2 separate regions of the Hordeum vulgare genome follow, and region 1 is linked to region 2. The links are chromatin contacts, called in public Hi-C maps. All regions are on one chromosome and are shown on one strand. Each heading gives the region's core, a stretch centred on a gene start, on an enhancer-like site or on the middle of the called end of the contact. The rest is flanking DNA. Distances are from core to core; before and after follow the strand shown. Region 1 holds the start of LOC123399478. Region 2 has its middle 48 kb from the start of LOC123399477.

Region 1 (4,974 bases), core at 1,924-4,423, 120 kb before region 2:
TGTACCCTTGCCCAGACATCATCACCCGCAAGTTTAGGAACCTTTACGATGAAGAACTTATGTGGCCTCATGAGCTGTATATTTCCCTTGTCACTCTCAATATCAACAGCCGACTCACTGGAGTTGTCAGCAATCTTCTCCTCGCCTTTGTGTGCATGTTCATCATCATTCTGGTCTTCCACTGGAATTATCCCGTCAACAGATGAAGGTTCCACTACTGTTATGCAATAACCAGGGTCAGAATTTGTACTTCAACAAACAACCATATTCAGCACTAACTTCAAGGAGAAGATACATAAATACATAAAAACAGTGCATACCTTCCAAAGATTTGGTTTCAACCTCGGTAGAAGATAGATTGCATGCATTTATATTTTCAGTATCTTTGGATGTCTTATCTGACGTCCCCGTCGCCTTGTTCGAGTGAGGAGCCTTAACTCCAGATTCCAATGTAACAACTGGCAGGCTAGGATATTCAGTCAGAGAAACTAGCTCTTCACGCGTAGTTGATGCGTCAAGAATGTCCGACTGGTCATTATTAGATTGGCAATCTGTAACCAAATCACGTGATTCGACTATTTGTGAAACATCACCAGCTTCACGAGCCACATCAGATTCACTTCCTGTAGCAGAAGAGGGTTTAACTTCATCTACAACAGCAGCTTTATCATCAGTCAATCCAACAGCTTCACCTTGGTCAACAGCAGCTTCGCTAAGAGATGCATCTCCTGTATCATGTCTGAGTTCAGCGTCATCTGCCACAGCAGTTCCATGTTCCACGGAAACACCAGATATAACTTCATCGATAGCGGTGCTAGATATTTCATCAGAATTACGCTCCTCCGCTTGTACATGATCACAAATTTCCAACTCAGTATCCGGTTGCACGTACTTGTTATCAATGAAATCAATGGACCTTGGCTCATTATGGAAAGTAGATGCTTCAGCCACATGCAACGCAACGTCTTCAACAACCTCCATCTCTTTACCTGGTTCTGCCTCTACCACAACATTGTCACTTTTATCAGCTGCAGCTGCACCAGTGCCAGGTAATTCCAACTGCTCGTGCATTCCAGTCTGTACAGAAGAACAGTCATTCTGGGCTAAAAGTGCATCCTCAGGGGAAACTTCTTTGTTTACCTCCTCCTTGACTTGGTTAGACGAATTCACAGGCAATGGTACACTCCTGTCTTCAGATGCCGAGTTGAGATCTTGTGTTTGAATGATATCTGTTCTATTCATTTCCAACATGGCAACCTTTACATCAGAAACTGCCGTGTTTCCATCACCCGTAGCATCTTCTACCTGGAGTATGTGATCCCCCTTAGGTTCAACAACTGGATCTTCTGAATTTGCTGACTGAAGTATGACAGAAGGGACATCATCCTTGACGGATTCATTATCTTGCACAATTTGTTCGCTTATTCCCTCCTTCACAACTTCAGCAGGAATGGCCTCATTTGTTCCCTCCTTTGCAGGAGGTTTTGCTTCCTCGTCAGATGAGAGGACAACAGCCGTGCGGCCATCATGCAAGTCCCCCTCACCATCCTTTCCTACTATGTCTTCCACTTCAACAACACCAGAGGCAACTTCGCTCTGTCCCTCAAGCTCCAAAGAAGTGTCAGCAGTGTCCTTGGCACAGCCAAGGACGTTTGCGACAACTTCCTCTTCTGAAGGTCCTTTAGAAGTCGCTTCACAGTCGCTTCCATCCAATACTTCAGGCTCAGTAGTCAGTGCTTCTATTTGCAGCCCTTTGCTCCCATCAGCATCAATCCCAGGAGCAGATGTGCAAGAATCAGCAATCTGGTCGACATGGTCATGCACGTTGCTCCCATCCTGCTCCACCAGCTCTGTGATTGCAGCATGGTCATGGTTGCCCTCGTCGGCGTTAATCACGGGATCAGTAGTCACACTTGTGTCAGCATCATGCTGTCCAGTCACCCCCAAAACAGCTGATCCATCTGTACCTGGCTTCATGATCTCAGCAACAACCTCTTCTCCTTTGCTCTGCTCGACGCTGCCCTCAGACTCCAAGACAACGGAAACAGACTCAGCATGTCTGGGGGGCTCATCTGAACCACTGGTCTCTGCTGGAGCATTCTCTCCATCCTGCTGTTCTTCAGGAGCAACAACCTCAGTGGCAGCACTTTTCTCACTTTCTCCATCCTTGGCATTAAGCACAGATTCCACCGCAGGTGGAGCAGAATCATCTTCAGCCTCAGCATGGTCGATCCTAAGTTCTGCTGGAGCATCTTGACCATCAAGCTCTCCAGCGGCAGCAGTTCCCTGCTCCCCCAGTCCAGCTTCAGAATTGTGGCTTGCCTCCCCTTGGACTTGGACCACACCATCGTCCTCAGACTTGTCCACCACCGCGGGGCTAGCATGCCCGTTGGAAGACGGAAGGCCAACGGCGCCGTCCAGAGCGGCCAATTCCCCACCGGCGGTGGGGTGATCTCCGCCGGCGTCAGCAGCCGGGGCTGCATTGGCCCGGGGCAGATCCTCCTCCTCCGAGCGGGAATCCGCCTCGGCCACGGCGCCCACGTCCGAGCCGGGGTCGGAGTGGCCGTCGGAGTCGCCGTTGACGATCACGAAGGGGCCGCCGACCCCCTCGCGCTCCTCCCCCGTGGGGGAGACCACCTTGGTGGCCGCCAATTCCGCCTTGGGCGCCTCGCCGGCGCCGCTGCGCGCCGTCCCCTCGGCCGTCATTGCCGCACAACTGCGGATCACGCCCCGATCCTGCACGCCACAGCCAAAAAAAAAAACAGCACCCATCCCGTCAGCCCCCGCCTCGCCCGGATCACAGATCAAACACGCAATCCGCCAGCGACGAACGAACCCAGCACGAAAACGAGGCCCTCGCCGCGCATAGATTGACAAAACCAACAAAAACATAAGAGAAGATCTCGAGGCAGGGAGCACTTACAACTCAGGCCGCGGATCCGGGCAGCTCCTCTCCCCCGCCGTCCTCCCCTCTCCGCTCCTGGCGCGTCGACGGGACGGGACGGGAAGCGAGATCGATCGGCGAGACGGATCTGCGTCTACCTCTGTCCCGCGGCGTCGGCTTCCGTCGTGGTGTTGTGTTTCTGTTGCGCGCTTTGGGTTGGGTTTTGGCGTGATTTATTCCGAGGGCTCCCCTGCTCAGATCTCTCTGCGCCTCCTGCCTCTCTCTTCCTGCGGGCGCTGGCCGCGGCTACTTGTAGTGGAGGGAGGGGGAGGCGTGGTGCGGCCTGCCTGCACCCAGCCGAAAAGCAGTTCGGATATGGACCCGATCCGCAAACAAACTGCCTCCCCTACGGGTCTTTTTTATTTTTATTTTTATCTGCTCCTCTTTGTTGGGTTGGAAACAAACTCTGTATGTACTCCTCTCGCGATTTCGTGTGGCCTGCGAGGTCCTGCTTGTAAAAGGCTTTGCAGGAGGCCCCGGTGTAAATGTGCACTCTTTCAGGTGTGTTTCCAGGAGCCTAATTGTAGTTGTAACCGTGTTGCCGGATAGGGCAAGGTGATCATACACCATCCAAGGCGTGATGAGGTTCTATGGGTAGATGGTTGTGAGATTATACTTGGAATGGATTTGAATTTTTGCTTTAAACTACAACCGTTGGTTAAGCGCGCGAATCCAATCAACGGTTGCTCTTGAGTTTGAAAAAAGGTGGCAAACGCCCGCCATGCAGTCACGTGCGTCGTCTATTCTTTTCCCGCGTCGTCCGCTCGTTTCCTCTTTCAGCTTGTGTGATAGCCCATGTCGGTCCTAGGTATTTTGGACTTCATCGGTGTTCTTAAAAGTTATTTTCTTCTATGTTATCATATAGAATGAGACGATACGCATCTAGCCTATGTTGATATTTTTTAAAGAGGTGATCGATTTGTAAAACGATGTCCGTTGGTTAAGCGTGCGAATCTAATCAACGGTTACTCTTGAGTTTGAAAATTGGTGGCAAGCATCCGTCATGAAGTCCCGCGTTTCTCCTATTCTTTTCCCGCGTCGTCCACTCATTTTCATTCTTGGCTTGTGTGATAACCCGTGTCGGTCCTGGATATTTCGGACTCCGTCAATTTTATTAGAAGTTAGTTTCCTTCTGTGTTATCATATGGAGTAAGACGATACGCACCTAGCCCATGTTGATAGTTTTTAAAAAGGTGATCGGTTTGTAAAACGATGACCATTGGTTAAGCACGGGAATCCAATCAACGGTTACTTTTGAGTTTGAAAAAAGGTGGCAAGCGTCCGTCATGAAGTCCCACACTTCTCCTATTCCTTTCCCGCGCCGTCCACTCATTTCCGTTTTCGTTTTGTGTGATAACCCATGTCGGTCTTGGGTATTTTGGACTCCATCAATGTTATTAGAAGTAAGTTTCCTTTCTGTGCTATCATATAGAGTAAGACGATACGCACCTAGCCCATGTTGATAGTTTTTAAAGAAGTGATCCGTTTGTAAAAAAATGATCGTTGGTTAAGCGCGGGAATCCAATCAACGGTTACTATTGAGTTTGAAAAAAGATGGCGAGTATCCACTATGAAGTCTCGCGCTTCTTCTATTCTTTTCCCGTGTCATCCACTCGTTTTCCGCTTTCGGCTTATGTGATAGCCCGTGTCGGTCCTAGGTATTTTTTGACTCCATCGGTGTTTTTAGAAGTTATTTTCCTTTTGTGTTATCATATACAGTAAGACAATACGCACTTAGCCCATGATGAAAGATTTTAAAGAGCTGGTCGGTTTGAAAAACGACGACCGTTGGTTAAGCGCGGGAATCCAATCAACGGTTACTCTTGAGTTTGGAAAAAGGTGGCAAGCGTACGACATGAAGTCTGGCGCTTCTCCTATTCTTTTCCTCTGTCCTCCACTTGTTTCCGTTTTTTGAGTTGTGTGATAGCCCGTGTCGATGATAGGTATTTTGGACTCCATCGTTGTTCTTAGAAGTTATTTTCCTTTTGTGTTATCATATAGAGTAAGACCATACATACATAGCCCATGAT
Region 2 (5,672 bases), core at 325-2,824:
GATGCACCCGATGCCGACTGGTATTTTAATTATTATTTTTCAAAAAAAATAAATATATTCACACAACATCGGTCTATGTTGTTGTAAATTTCAAATTAAAATTTGAAACACTACTCAAGGTACAAAAATAACAAAGTCAGCACTGGATCGCACATAACGTAAGTTGGGATTTAGAATCGGTCCATTGTCAAACGGATGTGAAACAATTTTTTTTATATTTTATGTAATGTTTCAAATTTTGATATGAAATTTTGTGACATCAAACATTGATGTTGTGTCAACATGCTAGATTTTTTCAGATTTTCTAAAACATTTTAACATATGCTACGACAACGGGTGCACTCATACCACATCAAGCACAAGTGCACCGCATACAATCCCAGATCCCATGAGGGTTTTTCTTTTCACCCGTTTCTCTTTTTGTTATCTTTTTTTATTTTTCGCTTTTATCAAAATTCATGAACTTTTCACAACATTCGCATAAATTTACAATTTTTTGTGAAGTTTTTATTTTGAAATCTTTTATTTGTTTTCTCACAATCATAAATCTTCCAAAATTTCTTGATTTTTGTAAATCGTCATTATCCAAATTGTTTAACTTTCCAAAGTAATGTAGAGGAATAAATAAATTTGCAAAAAGTAAGAAAATGATAACCTTTTTCCATTTCTTCATATTTCAATGAAAAATTCATTTTCTTTGATTTTGTATGAACTCTTTTTTAAGAAAATCAATGGTCAACATGGGAAATGGTCGCTGGTGGAACGATCAACGATGAACAATACCAGGTCCACCAGTAAACCAAACTTAAAAAAATAACCTCAACAGGGCCAACCCATATACTGCATGTGCGACTCCTAACTCGCGCCAAAGGCACCAAGTAGGAGCGGAGCCCCTATTTGACGCGGTGCGCGCCAGGAAATGGCCGTGCGCACACTCCTCGCTCCATATACGCCCTTCTGGGCGGTGGGCGCGAGGTTCCGCATTGTTTTTTTCGCGATTTCGATAACAATTCTGACTTTCAAAATCGTTGACAGGTTAATGAAATATATTTTGATACTATATAATTTGATCATTTCTTAATAATGATGAACATTTATTGGTATTTGATGAACTAATTTTCTATTTAATGAACATTTTGTGAACTTGACAAATAAAATTTGCATTCAAGAACATTTTCTAAAAACAATGATGAACCAATTTCATACTTTCTGAAAGTATGAACAAATTTAAAATTTTATGAACATTATTTTTATTAAACGCACACTATTTGATGTTCGATGAACATTTTCTAATTCACGATTAACAAAAAATGAACTTGATGAACATTTATTGAATTCGATGAAGAAGAAAATGTTCGCGAATTGAAAAAGTAAAGTCTCAAAAAAACAAGAAGAAGTGAATAATAAAAGGGAGGACAAAAAAGTAAATCAGGAAAGAAAATAAAAAGACAAAAGAGAAAGAAAAAAATGAAATAAAAAAAAACACTTCAAAAGGGCCGGCCCATACGGCATCCAGCGCGAGCGGGTATACGCGCCGTTGCTTTGCGGCACCCTACTCGTGTAATAGGATTAAAATCCTAAAGGACGCTCACTGCGTATAATGTAGACCATTGACATCGCAGGATACGCGAGCGAGCGATGCACTGGGCCAGCCCATTATCAAGCGTTCCAATTTATCTCTATTGTTTTATCTTTTTTGACCCTAAAAAAGTATGTACTTTTTTTTTTGCTTTTGGGAACATTCTAGAGGGTTCCTCAACTGGTCTTTTGTCCCTCCCGTGGTAGCAGGGTCCATAAAAAATCTAAAAGATATTAAGGCCTCTTTTTAATAGACAACGTGGACAAAGAATTAACACATGGTGAATACATGAACTCCTCATATTATAGTCATCACGGGAGACGATCCCAATTATCATCACTTTAGGATTTACGGATCATAACACATAATAGGTACACATAACTTGCAAGATAGGATTCAAAACACTCTCATATTCATACAACAATAATAGGAATATATCTGAAATCATGGCACTCAGGCCCTAGTGACAAGCATTAAGCATATCAAAGTCATAGCAACATCAATCTCATAACATGGTGTATACTAGGAATCAAACCCTAACAAATTGACTCGATTAGATGATAAATCTCATCCAACTCCATCACCTTCCAGCAAACCTATGAAGGAATTACTCACTCCGGGCGGTGATCATCATGGGATTATTGATGGAGAAGGGTTGATGATGATGATGATGGCAACGAACCCCCTCTCTAGAGCCCCGATCGGACTCCAGAATCGCCCTCCCGATGAAGAACACGAGGTGGCGGCGGCTCTGTATCATAAAAATGATGAAAACTTCTATTTTTTCTCAGGAAAATATAATATATAAGGTTGGAATTAGGTCAGATGACCTCCTGAGGGGCCCTCGGGGTGGGCGCACCCTATTGTCTTGTGACCAATAGGTGGCACCCTCCCTGGACTTCATTCAAGTAACTTTTTTATTTATACAATAAAAATGGCCGCAAAGTTTAGTCCGATTTTGAGAACTTTTATTTCTGCACAAAAACAAACCATGGTAGTTATGCTGAAAGTAATGTCCGATCGGGTTACTTTCATTCGAATCATGCAAATTATAGTTTAAAAAAGAGCAAAAGTGTTTGCAAAAGTAGATGCGATGGAGACGTATCAACTCCCCAAGATTAAATCATTGCTTATCCTCAAGCAATCGAGTTGATAACCTGAAAGTGAGAAGGAAAAACTTTTACAAACTCTTTTGTTGTTGTTATTTTATATATACTTAACTAGTAACTAGTTTTTCAGCAAGATCATGAACTAACCATATAAACTATAACACTTAAAGCTCACATTTACTCATATCAATAACATAATCAACTAGCAAGCAATAATAAGATATCTCAAATAACAAAATTATAAAAATAATCATGATCTAATATGATAAAATGGTATCTTGTTGGCCCTTTCTCGGACCGCAAAACATAAATGCACACTTCCAACATTAACTAATGGTAGAAAAAATTCGGTCGTGCTCACTTCCAACATTAACTAGACTCAATGCATAAAAATGACAACAATATTCTGAGGATTGGTGCTTTTAAGCGAGAAAATGATGACTCAAATAATAAAAAGAAAATAACATGAAAGTAAAAGAATGCTCCTTCGCAGAAGGAAACTGCGATTTATAGAGGTGCGAGATCTTAAAGCTTCAAATAGAGATGAACATATATTGTGGGTGGTGTGTTTTTTTGGTCAACGTCATGACAAAGGATTTCAAGATCTTTCATGCTAAAAAATTAATAGCGGTTCCCAAGGAGAATGAAAATTTTACTTCCCCTCCATCATTCAAACACATTCCATGGCTAACAAAATCCTCACGTGCCCTCCAAACAATCAATGTTACACGGGGAGTTCTTGTTTATTTATTTTTGAATTATGCAGGAATGTTCATCCTTTTTACGAGCCTTTCTCAGGCAGGACAAGTGAATAAACTCTCCTCATGAGAATAATCCACTTAGCATGGAGGATATTGACCGCCTCGTCGCTCAGTGAGCGGTGAATGCACATAAAACAGATGTTTGTATGAACGTTTAAAGTTGACACATGTAAATTTACTTGGAACTTCGTTGTAATACTGTATATAGGTAGATATGGTTGAATCTCTAGAATAACTTTGGGGTTTCATAGATTTGGATGCATAGGTAGTATTTTCGCTTAGTATAGACGAATACTAGAAAATAGGTCGAGAAGCGACCAAGTAGAGAGCGAAAATTGGCATAATCATGCATCAAGAATATTTAAGATTGGCTACGAGCATGAGTAGGACATGAACACTCTGGACATACACATCATAAAGAGTGCACTGGTTTTGAATCAACTACATGTGTGAACATGTACTAAGTCAAGTCATTTGAATTCTTCAGAAGAGGATACCATCCTATCATACAACACCACAATCATTTTAATGCATGTTGACATTCAAGTTAAATCATTATACACTCCTAGCTACTTAAGCATGTAACGAGCAACTATAGTCTCTAATTATCACACAAACATGTTCACTCATGATAAACAGAATCAGGGTGACTGAGTTAAACATATTTACAAAAGAAAAACACAAATAGTTCATACCGGCTTTTCATTGCTATGGTCACTGACACGTCTCCAACGTATCTATAATTTTTGATGGTTTCATGCTATTATCTTGTCAAACTTTGGATGTTTTGCATGTCTTTTATATACTTTTTGGGACTAACTTATTAACTCAGTGTCAAGTGCCAATTCCTGTTTTTTTCATGTTTTTTACCCCTTTCAGAGGAGGTTTTGAAACGGAGTCCAAACGGAAGAAAATCCCCGAAAAGATTTTTTCTAGAACGAAAGAAGATCGGAAAGCTTGGGAGAAGGCAGGGGGCCTAAGGTGCCCCACAAGCCCCCACCCCGCGGCCAGGGGGGAGGCCGCGCCATCCAGGCTTGTGGGCCCCCTAGACGCCCTTTGCCCTAGGTCTTTCGCCTATATATTCCCATAAATTTCAGAAAAAATCAAGAGATCATCGAAAGTGCTTTTCCGCCGCCGCAAGCTTCTGTCTCCGCAAGATCCCATCTGGGGCATGTTCTGGTGCCCTGCCGGAAGGGGGATTCGGACACGGAGGGCTTCTTCATCAACACCATGACCTCTTCGATGATGCGTGAGTAGTTCACCATACACCTACGGGTCCATAGCTAGTAACTAGATGGCTTCTTCTCTCTCTTGGATCTTCAATACAAAGTTCTCCATGATCTTCATGGAGATCTATCCGATGTAATCTTCTTTTGCGGTGTGTTTGTCGAGATCCGATGAATTGTGGATTTATGATCAGATTATCTATGAATCTTATTTGAGTTTCTTCTGATCTCTCTTATGCATGATTTCATATCCTTGTAATTCTCTTTAAGTTGTGGGTTTTGTTTGGCCAACTAGATCTATGATTCTTGCAATAGGAGAAGTGCTTTGTTTTGGGTTCATACCGTGCGGTGACCTCACCCAGTGACAGAAGGGGTAGCGAGGCATGCATCGTGTTGTTGCCATCAAGGGTAAAAAGATGGGGTTTTCATCATTGGTTTGAGATTATCCCTCTACATCATGTCATCTTGCTTAAGGCGTTACTCTATTCGTCATGAACTCAACACACTAGATGCATGATGGATAGCGGTCGATGTGTGGAGTAATAGTAGTAGATGCAGAAAGTATCGGTCTACTTGTCTCGGACGTGATGCCTATATGTATGATCATTGCCTTAGATATCGTCATGACTTTGCGCGGTTCTATCAATTGCTCGACAGTAATTTGTTTACCCACCGTGATATTTGCTATTATGAGAGAAGCCTCTAGTGAACAGTATGGCCCTCAGGGTCTACTCCACACCATATTTTTAGCCTTACACTTTCTACTTCGTTGCACTTTCCGCCTTCATATCTCACTCTGCAAACAATCTTGAAGGGATTGACAACCCCTTTGAAGCGTTGGGTGCAAGCTTGTTTGTGTTTGCGCAGGTACTCTGGACTTGATGAGACCTTCCTTCTGGATCGATACCTTGGTTCCCAAACTGAGGGAAATACTTACTGCTCCTGTGCTGCATCACCCTTTCCTCTTCAAGGGAAAAACCAATGCAATCCCAACCTC

Evidence for each region. A called contact is a pair of places that touch in the nucleus more often than the background predicts.
Region 1: a contact with region 2 is called in a Hi-C map of seedling, with 4 times the contacts expected there. The contact joins the promoter of LOC123399478 here to the enhancer-like site in region 2. A contact is called at or near these places in 4 of 6 Hi-C or Micro-C datasets (leaf and seedling) and 1 of 1 datasets of contacts at active chromatin or transcription factors (embryo).

What each region holds. Positions count from the first base shown.
Region 1 is chr5H:480,246,495-480,251,468 of MorexV3_pseudomolecules_assembly, reverse strand. It overlaps LOC123399478, which reads right to left and starts at 3,173. Exons shown (of 9, transcript XM_045093890.1): 1 at 2,924-3,173; 2 at 321-2,736; 3 at 1-217. The coding sequence starts at 2,706.
Region 2 is chr5H:480,127,278-480,132,949 of MorexV3_pseudomolecules_assembly, reverse strand. No RefSeq gene overlaps it. Among protein-coding and RNA genes, the nearest start is that of LOC123399477, 48 kb to the right of the region's middle. Within about 2 kb of position 1,574, at least 3 of the 3 cell types and tissues checked have open chromatin away from gene starts, as enhancers often do. A contact at or near this core is called in leaf and seedling, where this site is marked.